2 separate regions of the Anas platyrhynchos genome follow, and region 2 is linked to region 1. A link is a contact called in public Hi-C data. All regions are on one chromosome and are shown on one strand. The core of a region is the stretch at or near the end of the contact, and the rest is flanking DNA. Distances in the headings are between cores, read along the strand shown.

Evidence for each region. Hi-C and Micro-C count contacts between places; a contact is called where the count stands out from the background.
Region 2: a Hi-C map of subcutaneous adipose tissue shows a contact between it and region 1, with 1.6 times the contacts expected there. The contact joins the promoter of ADAMTS13 here to the promoter of VAV2 in region 1. A contact is called at or near these places in 2 of 8 Hi-C or Micro-C datasets (skeletal muscle and subcutaneous adipose tissue).

What each region holds. Positions count from the first base shown.
Region 1 is chr18:8,901,018-8,906,315 of IASCAAS_PekinDuck_T2T, forward strand. VAV2 (vav guanine nucleotide exchange factor 2) reads left to right here and starts at 2,405. Exons shown (of 28, transcript XM_027471053.3): 1 at 2,405-3,171. The coding sequence starts at 2,968. It overlaps LOC110351613 (a long non-coding RNA gene), which reads left to right. Exons shown (of 2, transcript XR_003500981.3): 2 at 1,614-1,986.
Region 2 is chr18:9,188,539-9,193,836 of IASCAAS_PekinDuck_T2T, forward strand. ADAMTS13 (ADAM metallopeptidase with thrombospondin type 1 motif 13) reads right to left here and starts at 2,119. Exons shown (of 29, transcript XM_005013267.6): 1 at 1,472-2,119; 2 at 1,076-1,142; 3 at 1-247. The coding sequence starts at 1,549. It overlaps REXO4 (REX4 homolog, 3'-5' exonuclease), which reads left to right and starts at 2,270. Exons shown (of 8, transcript XM_072025399.1): 1 at 2,270-2,593; 2 at 2,872-3,320; 3 at 3,611-3,766; 4 at 3,976-4,169; 5 at 4,607-4,695; 6 at 5,060-5,134. The coding sequence starts at 2,414.

The sequences.
Region 1 (5,298 bases), core at 1,155-3,654:
CGTTGGCCGAGCTGTGCCTCCCGCAGCTTTCCTAAAATAGCTGGAGAAGGGAACCCGCAGGGTCTCAGGGTGTGATACAAGTGGTACCAGGCTGCACGGTGACTGCTGACAGCTCCTGCCCGGGCAGCCAGGCCCCAGCTGGGGATGGGTGTCCTGTGGGACAGGCTGGTGCACACGCAGCCTGATCCAGAAGGTGGCAATGGCAATCCACGGACACTCAGAAATGGGGATTTTGTGGAGGCACGGCCCTGGTATTTAAGGGAGGTTTTCAGATGGATGCTCCTAAGAGGCAGCGTGGTGGCAGCTTCTCTGCATGCTCCAGCTGGGGGCTCCTGCCGGCACCGAGTTACTGAGACCCCGGGGATGAAAAGCCATGAAGCCCCTTCTGTTACTAGTTCTGTTTTAGTATTTTTCCAGCGCTCATCTCTCAGGCCCCTCACTTGAGAAAGCAACACGAGGATGGGCCACGAGGGCCGAGAGCAGCGCGCTGGGTGCCCAGCAGAGGGTGGTGTCAGCCTCTGCCAGCAGCTCCGCCGCTGCCCCGGGCTGTCCTGTCCTTCGTTCCCTGGCTGTCTGTCGTTCCCTGGCTGCCTGTCATTCCCTGGCTGTCTCTCGTTCCCTGCCTGTCTCTCATTCCCAGGCTGTCTGTCATTCCTTGGCTGTCCATCATTCCCTGTCATTCCCAGCAGTGCCAAGGGGCAGGAGAGGGGAGCACAAAACCCACCCCGTCCTCCTTTCATTTGTCCAATCCCCCTTTCAGCTTTAGGTTCACACTGGAAGCAGTTCCCAGATCCTCTTTGCTTGTCCCATACTCCCGGGTTCAGGACGTTTGTATGATCTGCAGCTCGCAGCCCACAAGAGTGCGTGCTGGCTGCACGCTCGTCGCCGAGCCTTGCCTTCCAGTTGTTTCCCCTCTCAGAAATCCCTGCTATCAGCTGTTTTTCCTGCTGCAGAGGTGGGTGAGAAGCGTCCTTGCTTCAGCACCTCCCACGCAGATGCTGGCTTTGCAGCTGCGGCGATCGGTCCTAAGTGTCCGGGGGCCAAGCAGGGGTTTTATTATGCAGTAAAAAAAGCCAGGCCATAGCAAGCAGCTTTAATTATACGCATATAATAAACTCCTCTGTAGCCCTCTACCTACAGACCTGATCTCACAGGGCAGACTAGGGCTCAGTGACCCAAAATTATCCCTGGCAGGACTCCACGCCTTTCAATGGCTGCGTGACTCCTGCCCACTGGGTGCTGCTGGAGCCCAGGCAGAGAGGCTTAATGGTGAACTTCAGGAATGAGAAAGTTATGGAGAGAAATCACCTCCGCAGGGTACGGGGAGCTGCGGATCAGCATGCTCCCCAGTACACCCAGGGCAGGGCACAGCTCTGATTGCGAGGCCGGGGCACAGGGATGCTGTTCCCTCTCCGTTTATACTCGCACCCATCCTGCCCTGCCAGAGGCGCACCAGGCACCGCACGCAGCCAGACCGGGGGCAGATCGAGCGCCAGCACATCAGGCTAAAAGAAGCACTTCCCGTGCTATTTGAAAAAAAATAAATAAAAAAATAAAAAAGCTTCTCCAAACTGTCCTTGGAATATCAAACAATTGTTTTTCATTCTTTACAGGGATCTTCCTTCCCATCCTGGAAGCGAAGGGTCATGCCAGCAGAGTTGCTCTTTCTTCTTTATCTCCACTTGGCTACATTTGGAAGAGATTAGCGTTGCATTTGTTTGACATCCAGGTTAATAGCTTCCCTTCGTCCCAGCCTCGGCTTCCGGTGTTGGCTATCTGGAAAGCCAGGACGAAAATTAATTGACAAACTCTTGGGAGAGGATCTCCAAAGAAAACTCAGACCAGATTTGAAAAGAGGCTGCTCTGAAGTGTGCTGATTTGGATGGGAGCCACCGAGGGAAAATTAGAGATTTTCAGGAGTTTGCTGCCAAGGAGTTAATGGCCAAGAGTTGAGGTTTGCAATAAATACGCTGGTAATTAATTATAGGAGTTGTCTTCGTGTTTGAAAGTCAAGGAACACGATCGCTTGTTTGGGTTAAACATCTCCCCTGCAGTATTTGCAGCCCAAACACGAGCCGGAGAGGGGGAGCGTGGAGCCAGACAAAGCAGCGGCTGCTCGGGGGAGGGCCGGGAGGCTGCTGGGGGGGGGTCTTGGGGACCCCAAATGCGAACGGGGGCCGGGGGGGAGCGGAGCAGCGGGCGGCTGGGGGGGGTCCGCAGCAGGACGGGGAGCGGGGAGCTGCAGGAGGAGGGAGCGGGGGGGGGTGCAAAGAGAGAAAATAAAGGGGAAAATAAAAAAAAAAATAAAAGGGAAGGAAAGGAGGCGTGCAGCGCTCCCGCAGACAAAGGGGCGGCGGGGGCGGGCCGGGAGCTCCTCCCGGCGGGGCGGGGGCTTCGGCCCGGGGGTGGTGGTGGTGGTGAGGGGAGGGGGGGGGCAGCAAATTCCCACCCGCGACGGCAGCGGGGGCGTCCCCAGCGCCAGCTCCGCGGCTGTGCAGGTGGGGCGGGGGCAGGAGCAAAAGCAGGAGCAGCACCAGGAGCGAGAGCAGCTTCGGGAGCAGGAGCAGCTTCGGGAGCAGGAGCAGCGGCTGCAGGAGGAGCAAAAGCAGGAGCAAAAGGAGCAAAAGCAGCAAAAGCAGCAGCGGCAGGAGCAAGTTTCCCCGGGCCGGGGAGGGGGGACACGAAGTTGCGCGGGGGTGGCCCCTTTGTTCCCGGGCCGATGCGGCGCGCCTAGCCCCGGCGGTGGGGCCGCAGCGGGGGCAGGGGCAGCCCTCCGCCGGAAAACTCGGCGCCGTCCCCCTCCTCCCCTTCCTCCTCCTTCCTCCTCCTCCTCCTCCTCCTCCCCGCCGATGCTTCCCCGGGCGGTGAGCGGCGATGGAGCGGGGCGGTAGCGCGGCGGCAGCCGCCCGCTGCCCCTGAGCAGGGAGGAGGAGGAAGAGGAGGAGGAGGAGGAGGAAGGTCGTGGCCATGGAGGAGTGGAGGCAGTGCGGCCGCTGGCTCATCGACTGCAAAGTTTTGCCCCCCAACCACCGGGTGGTCTGGCCCTCGGCGGTGGTCTTCGACCTGGCGCAGGCGCTGCGGGACGGGGTGCTGCTGTGCCAGCTGCTCCACAACCTCTCCCCCGGCTCCATCGACCTCAAGGACATCAACTTCAGGCCCCAGATGTCCCAGGTATTCATTGGATTTTTATTTTTTATTATTTTTTTTTGGGGGGGTGGTGGTATGCGTATAGGGCTCTTTGTGTTGTTCTTGCAAAACTTCGTGGGATGAGTGAGTGCGGGCGTGGATAGGTGTGTGTGTGTGTGTGTAGAGCTTTTTTTCCAGCCCCCCCGGCTGCCCTTAGCCCCCAACCCCCCTATTTTAGCTCCAAACCCGTACCCCGAGGCTCAGCCCCAGCACCGGGGCTCAGGGCTGGGAAGCCGGCAGCGGCTGCACAAGGGGGCTGGGGGGGGGAGAAACCGCCCCGGGGGAAGAAGGCAGTCTGTGTGTGCCCCCCCCCCCATATTTATAGCCCTCTCGAAACAAAAGCAGCCAGCACGGCCGGGATGAGGCTGGCGTGGTTACTTCCAGGGCTTTTCTCGAGGCTTATGTTCGGCTTTGATGCGCTGCAGGAGCGGTGCTCTGAGCGCTGTCCTGGCAGGGTTGCTGGCCCGAGGGGCAAAAGTTTGCCCAGAAAGATCAAAAACGAGAAGAAAACACTCCCCAGGAGCTCTGCCAGCCTGCCCCGGACCTGGGGGCATGGTGCTGTAGGGCTGGGCTCAGCGCTGCCCACCACCAGGATTTGGGGTCGGGTGACCCTAAGGCTTTAGGGTTCCCTCCCTGGGCGTGTTTCCATCTGGGATTGTTTTGGTGGAAGGATGCTTGAACACCAGATTGGCTCTGCCTGGCTGGTTTGCAGCTCTCCGTGTTCCCGCGTGCTGAGCCGCACGGCATTTGCGTGGAAATCGGGAAATGAAAATCGATGAGAAACCAACAAAACCTGGCCGTGCGTCCCCGGCCCCGCAGCTGCCGTGCCCATGGGCAGCTGGGAAGCTGCTGTCCTGTTTGAACAGCCCAGAGCTTGGTAAAAAGGGAGGGGAAATTTCCTGGTCACGAGGGCATGTGAGAATCTGGGTGTCAAAGCATTCACAGATAAATAACGTAACGTTATCTGGAGTTCTGCTGTGTGCTGTGCAAGCACGCTGCCATGCAAGCGCCTTTCCCTGTTTTTTTTTTTTTTTTCAGAGTTTTGTTCAGGGTAACAGTGGGTTTGTGGCCCTCGTGGCTCCCCAGCCAGCAAAGCACGGCCACGTGCGCTGGGGGAGCTGCTGTGGCTGAGGACAGCTCGCCTGCGGGGTGCTGGGCGCCAAACTGAGCCGTGTTTTGGGGCCCAAAGCGTGTTCTGCTGCGTGCACAGGAGCAGCTGAAATGGAGACCTTGATCCCACAGCCAGCCAGGGTGGAAAACCCCAACCATGCAGGTGAAAGGGCAGCTCTGTCTGTGAGTGCTCCTGCTGGCACGTGGACCTGCTGGTGATGGGGAAGCAGCACGCACCGAGGGCTCTTCCCGGGGTGGAACAGTGCTGTGGGGCTTCCTCTGGGCTCGCCAGGCTGTAAACCCATCAAACTGCCTTCTGCTGATGTTACCGACCGTAAATCATCTCGCTGGAGCTGCACTTGTGCAGGGACTGGCACATCAGAGTCCTACAACCCAACTTCAGTTTAATGTTTGCCCCGTGGGGAAATAGGCAGGGGTTTAAGGATGGGGAGCTGCCCTAGATTGCAGCCCCCGTGGCAGGAGCCTCGTGCTGCCGACGCAGGTGCTGCTTGTTGGAGGTGAGGGTTTACAGCCCAGCTGTTGCTGAAATCGCTTTCTGCTGCACCACCAGCTGCCTTGCAGGCTTTAGGAAGAGCATGAAGTGAGCTCGGGGGGTCGGATGGCTTTGGGCAGCCCGTTTGTGGTCAGGCAAGGAGAGCAGTGGAGAAGTGGCTGCTAGGGCAAGGTTCAGCTCGTGCTGATCCACCTAGACCCGAGCCTTCACGTGTGCTCTTAGGCACTTGATGTTTCTCTCCCGGTTCCTGAAGCTGGGAAGCTGTGAATTCTCCCCCAGGGCAGCTAAAGGCAGAGCATCTCCCTGCTCTTTGCCCTGTGTTTGCAGCCCTGTGGGGGGGGGGACAGGAGGGTGCTGAGCCCTGCCTAGGGGTTGGGCACAGCCCTCGGTGCCCCCCTGCAGCCACCAGCACGGGGTTGGGTTTCTCTGGGCTGAATCTCAAAAAAAAAAAAAAAAAAAAAAAAAAAAAAAAAAGGCAGGAGCTGATT
Region 2 (5,298 bases), core at 869-3,368, 290 kb after region 1:
GCCCCAGGAGGTAGTGATGGTTTGCCACCTGCAAAGCAGTTGCCTGAGAATTGCTTCAGTAAGCTAAAGGAAGAGTTCACCACTTGATTGATCACAAAGGAAGAAGAAACGAGGGCATGGTCCTCTAGAAATTCAAAGGCATAGATTTCTCCCCAGGCCTTAATGGAGCAATGTTGAATTTGACATGTCAGCTCAATGTGCTCTTCTTTACAAGGGCAAGTCGGCTGAGCAACCACAAACTCGGGTACTGAAAGAAATGAAACAAAACCAGAACAAGGGGAACAGTTATAAGAAATTATGATACACAGAAAACAAATATAATAATTTGTATCTTTGTAAAAAATTATTCTCCAGCTGATAACTGTGCCTTTTGAGGTCATTTTGCCAGTAGTCAAAGAACTTCTGTGCTTTCAGCTATTCCAAAGCGGTGTACTCTGACTGGGAACAGACAACAGCTCTGAAACTAGCTCCTGACTTATCTGTGCTTCTGCTGCCTTGTTAAGGAGAATGGTTCATTTGACAAAGGCTGAGACAGTTTTACTTCCTCAGATGTTAAGCATTACTGAGTGAGAATAATCATAACCCAAACAGAGACACTGGAAAGTGCACTAGATGAACTCACAGGTCAACAGCATCCTTGCTTCAAGAATTTGGGAGTTCAGAATGTGTCTTTATTCTGAACTGCCACCAATCCAGACCTAGAGTGCTAGTCTCTCCATCTGTTTATTTTTAAAAAATAAACAAGTGCATTTAAAGCTATTCTTAGTTTATAGCTTCCCATTCAGATGACTTGGATGCGTTAATCTTGTAGAAAAATACCAATACAGAGAATGAGGACTGTAGCAGAAACGCATAAAAAGATTTATCATATCTCCTTTAGGAGATTTTAAAGACTGACCCAGTTCTTCAACACATTGAGACATGGATTACCTCACTGAGTAATGCAACTCAGAAATGCTAAATGCTTGTCAGAACAGAGTTAGTTAATAAGTGTTCTTAGCATTATCAAATGTACGGGATTAGAAATAAACTGACAAATGTGTTCCAACATCAAGAAGGAAGGAGCTCTGCATACCATCAGACACTGAGCTGGTTCCAAAGTAAGAGAAAATATCTTCCGGATCCAATGCTCTGAGAAATTTCTGCAAGAAGAAGAATGGTTTTACTTTATTATTTATTTTTTTAAAGAAAAACAAATGGATGCAAGACTATTATTTAACTGAACCTAACCTAGAAGAAACATCAGCAAACAATTCAACAAGTATCAATGCCAAGTTCTAATGGTTTTAGTTTGCACTAAGCATATGCTGTACAATGGCCACCCAGAGGAAATAACTTTATCTTCTTGATTAGTGAGGTTTGATACATTTTGGCTTAGAACACATTGCATTTTCTCTCCTCTTTTTTTTTTTTTTTTCCTAGAAATAAAAAAGGCTTCCTGGAAACTGCATTTTCTGGAGGTCAAACTTACCTCTTGGAGAATGGATGGCCAACAAAATCCCGGAGGGAACATCATGAGAGCTCGGATCATCAAGCTGATGATGATCATGCTGGAAGAATTGCAACCAGTGCGGCAGGGTAAACTCTGGCCCAGGGGTGATTAAAATGCTTAGCCCAAGGCATCACGTGGAACGGAAGCGAAGAATACACAGTTTAAACAAACAGGAGAGTTGATTTTCTGCAGAGAGGGACAGTTGAGGGGGAATCGAACTGCTGCGGGAAGCTTTACAGGAACAGCTGTAGGGGCAGAGCTTTTTGCGCAACGTTTGCAGCTTTATCACAGCCAGAGAGCGCAGCCATAAGAGGAGTTTGGGGCAGTTTTAGCAGCCAAATAAACAAGGTACAATTTGCAGGGAACTGGGCTCCAATTTGTTCAACCTGTGCCTTGCTGCTCCCTGCACCTCGACTCTGCTGGAGCCTCAGACATACTGTGAAGCATGGCAAGACCCAGCACCTCGAAACCATGAGCCAGGCCCTGATGGTGGCCACACAGGGTGCATACAATCGTGGAACAGAAGCAAAGAATATACAGTTTAAACAGGAGAGTTGATTTTCTGCAAAGAGGGACAGTCCCTCAGGGAGCCACCGGCCCGCAGGTCCTGCCCCCCAAGCACGCAGACAACACCCTCGTGAAATCCCCAGCTTTATTGAAACCTCAGCATTATTGAAATCCCAGCTTTATCGAAGCCCCAGCTTTATTCAACCCCCTTCCCCAGCCTTCCCTCTCCTCAGGGCTCGCCCCACGGGCGGCTCAGCGCCGAGCACTCCCGCAGCCGCCAGGGGCCGCCAGCGCAGACCCGGCCCCGACGCCCGGAACCGCAGCGCGGGGCCACGTTCCCCGCCGGGCCGCTGCTGCGAGGCGCTGAGGAAACGGCGGCCGCCACTCCCTTCGATTCCCGTTCCCCGTCCCCTCATGGCAAAACGGGGCCCCGCGGAGCCCGGGGCGGCGGGGCCGAGCGCCGGGAAGGGCAAGAAGAAGAAGAAATTCCGGCGGCGCCCCCCGAAGCCGGCCGCGCCTCAGGGCCCTAAGATGGCGGCGGGCCCGCCCCGCAGCCCTCAGGAGTTCTCCGCCAACTGGAAGGCGCTGCAGGAGGTGAGGGCGAGCTGCCGGGCCGGGGATGCTGTCGTTTTCCTTGCTAGCGCAGTTCCCTAGCGCGTATAGTAATGAAAAAATACGCATTTGTGTTAAAATAACCCGCAGGGGAGGTGCCGTTGCAGTAATGCCCCTTCAGCCAGGTAGAGACCCCTGGCTTCACCCTGAGGCGCTGTGTGGAGTACTCTGACAAATGACAGCAGGATAGAACTGAAGGGATATAATCTTATTTTCTCTCTCTCTTTTTTTTTTTTTTTTTTCCCTTTTGGTCATTTTAGCTACTGAAACAAAAGGCAAATAAGTCGGATGAGCCCCCCTCTGCATGTCAAACGCACACCAAAAAGAAGCATCCCCTCAAAGAGGGGAACAGCCAACAAGCTCCAGCTAGCAATGGGAGTGAGAACGTGGTAAAGCCCAAATCTGCAAACAAAAAGGAAAATGGTCCTGCTAAAGACAGTCCTCCTTTGGATAAGAAAAAATCCAAGGCGGTTGCAGCGGACAAGAATTTAAAGCCCAAATCCATAAATAAAAAGGACAACAGTTCTGCTAAAGACAATGCTCCTTTGGCTAAGCCAAAATCCAAGAAGGTTGCAACGGACAAGAATTTAAATGGCACCAATGGGAAAGGCTGCAAGGAAAAAAGGAAGAATGGCAATATTGAAAAGGAGAAGGGTGATGTAAAACATAAGAAGAGGAAAGCTGAAGATGTGGAGCAGCAGCCCAAAGAGTGAGTACTTCAGGCATGATGCATGTATTTGAATGTTTATTTTAGTAGGTGTATGTAAGGAGTACAGAGTATTAGATTCGAAATAGCTGCACTCTTCCAGACTACATTTTGGGAGAAATAAGATGAACAGTGCCCCTCCTCAGATAAGGCAACAGATTTGTATAGATGACAGTGCTAGACTACTTTTTAGAGCTGATTTTTTAATTTAAAAAAAAAAATGCTTTTCCTACAGTATAAAGATGCAAAACCACTTAAAAACTATTTAATATAATTAAATTTGTACTTACCAGGGCTGACATCTGGTTTGATGACGTTGATCCACAAGATATTGAAGCAGCAATAGGACCTGAAGCAGCAGAAGTTGCTAGAAGAAAACTGGGACTTCCAACAGGCCGATCCGAACAGTCTGTGGAGCGGGTGCTGGTTAAAGAAAAGTCTTCTGATGGGTGAGTGGCATTCCAGTGGGAAGCATGACAGCAGAAGCATCAAGATTCTTCTGATAACTCTGATTTGTGGATGCAATATGTAAGCTGACATCCCCCTGGGTCTGCTGACAGTCACACTGCTGAGTTCTCCCAAATGTGTGCACTTTGTGAATTTCACTGTACTGTCCTTGTAACAGGTGTGTCACCAAGCTGTCCTTTTTTCATTTCAGTCTGACAAGAACAGTAGCCATGGACTGCGAGATGGTGGGAGTGGGACCAAATGGTGAAGACAGTATTGTGGCTCGAGTGTCCATTGTGAACCAATTTGGGAAGTGTGTTTATGATAAGTATGTCAAACCTACAGAAGAGGTGACGGATTACAGAACTGCTGTTAGTGGCATACGTCCTGAGAACATAAAGACAGGTAGGAGATTTTTCCCAAACATGTTCTTCAAGGAAGGTAATTTTAATAGGCTACCACAAAAGCCTCATTGGTTGAGCTTGAAAAAGTTTTAGACTTACATTAAAAAAATTGAAAATAAAATCTAGTCTGAATGCTAGGAAAAATGTGGGAAGAAGTACTTTTTTTACAGAATGGTCACTGATATCCCAGATGAAATTCACGTGTTAATTATGGTGTGGGAATAATGTGTAAGTTGATTTCCTTTTAGTGTTGTGCTCTTCACGGCAAGAAGATTCAGTGTCAAATACAAATTTATATAACTTATGATAAGTTTTATAATTTATATAGTCCCAAACGTACAATTGCCTTCACAAAAAAGATGCAGTGTTTTAACTGTAGCTTGCTTAGAGTATCTTAGGTGTCTAATGGAAGGTGGTTTAATTGTGTGGTGTTTTTAGGTGAAGATTTTAAAACCGTTCAGAAGGAGGTTGCGGATATCTTGAATGGAAGGATTTTAGTTGGGCATGCTTTACACAATGACCTAAAGGTATGTGGCTGCAAATTTGTTACTTTGAAGACAAGGTTCCAAACATTGAAAATCAATTAACTTTCTAATATATCTTCCTGGATTAGTCAGATGAACTCTCTGAACTCCTAGAAACGACAGCTTTATAATTGTTCGCTTAATTTCATGTCTTTATACGCTGCACCAAGTATAGCCCTATTCACTTGCACAATTGACTTCAATTTCCACACTGACTTAATAATACTGATTTGGGTACTAAAGAGCCACAGAAGAAACAGCATAATGAAAGAAGCCTTTGTATGCTTTGCTTAGCCTCCAAAGCTCAACAGTTTGGTTACTTTCTGTGTAACAGCACTCTTTAAACCAGAAATACAATTTCTTTCAGGTCCTATTTCTTGATCATCCAAAGAAGAAAATACGCGACACACAAAAATACAAACCTTTCAGACAGAGAGTCAAGGTAAGAAATTGTTGTGAAGGAACACCTTGATTAACTGACTGCTGGGCTGCTGAATCCCAGCTTCTAGCTTGTCCCACTTGTTTCTGTTTCTTTTTACTACCTGAAACAAGTCAAACTGAATGCTTACTTAGTGTATGAAATATGGCAGTGTTACTTAGTTCATT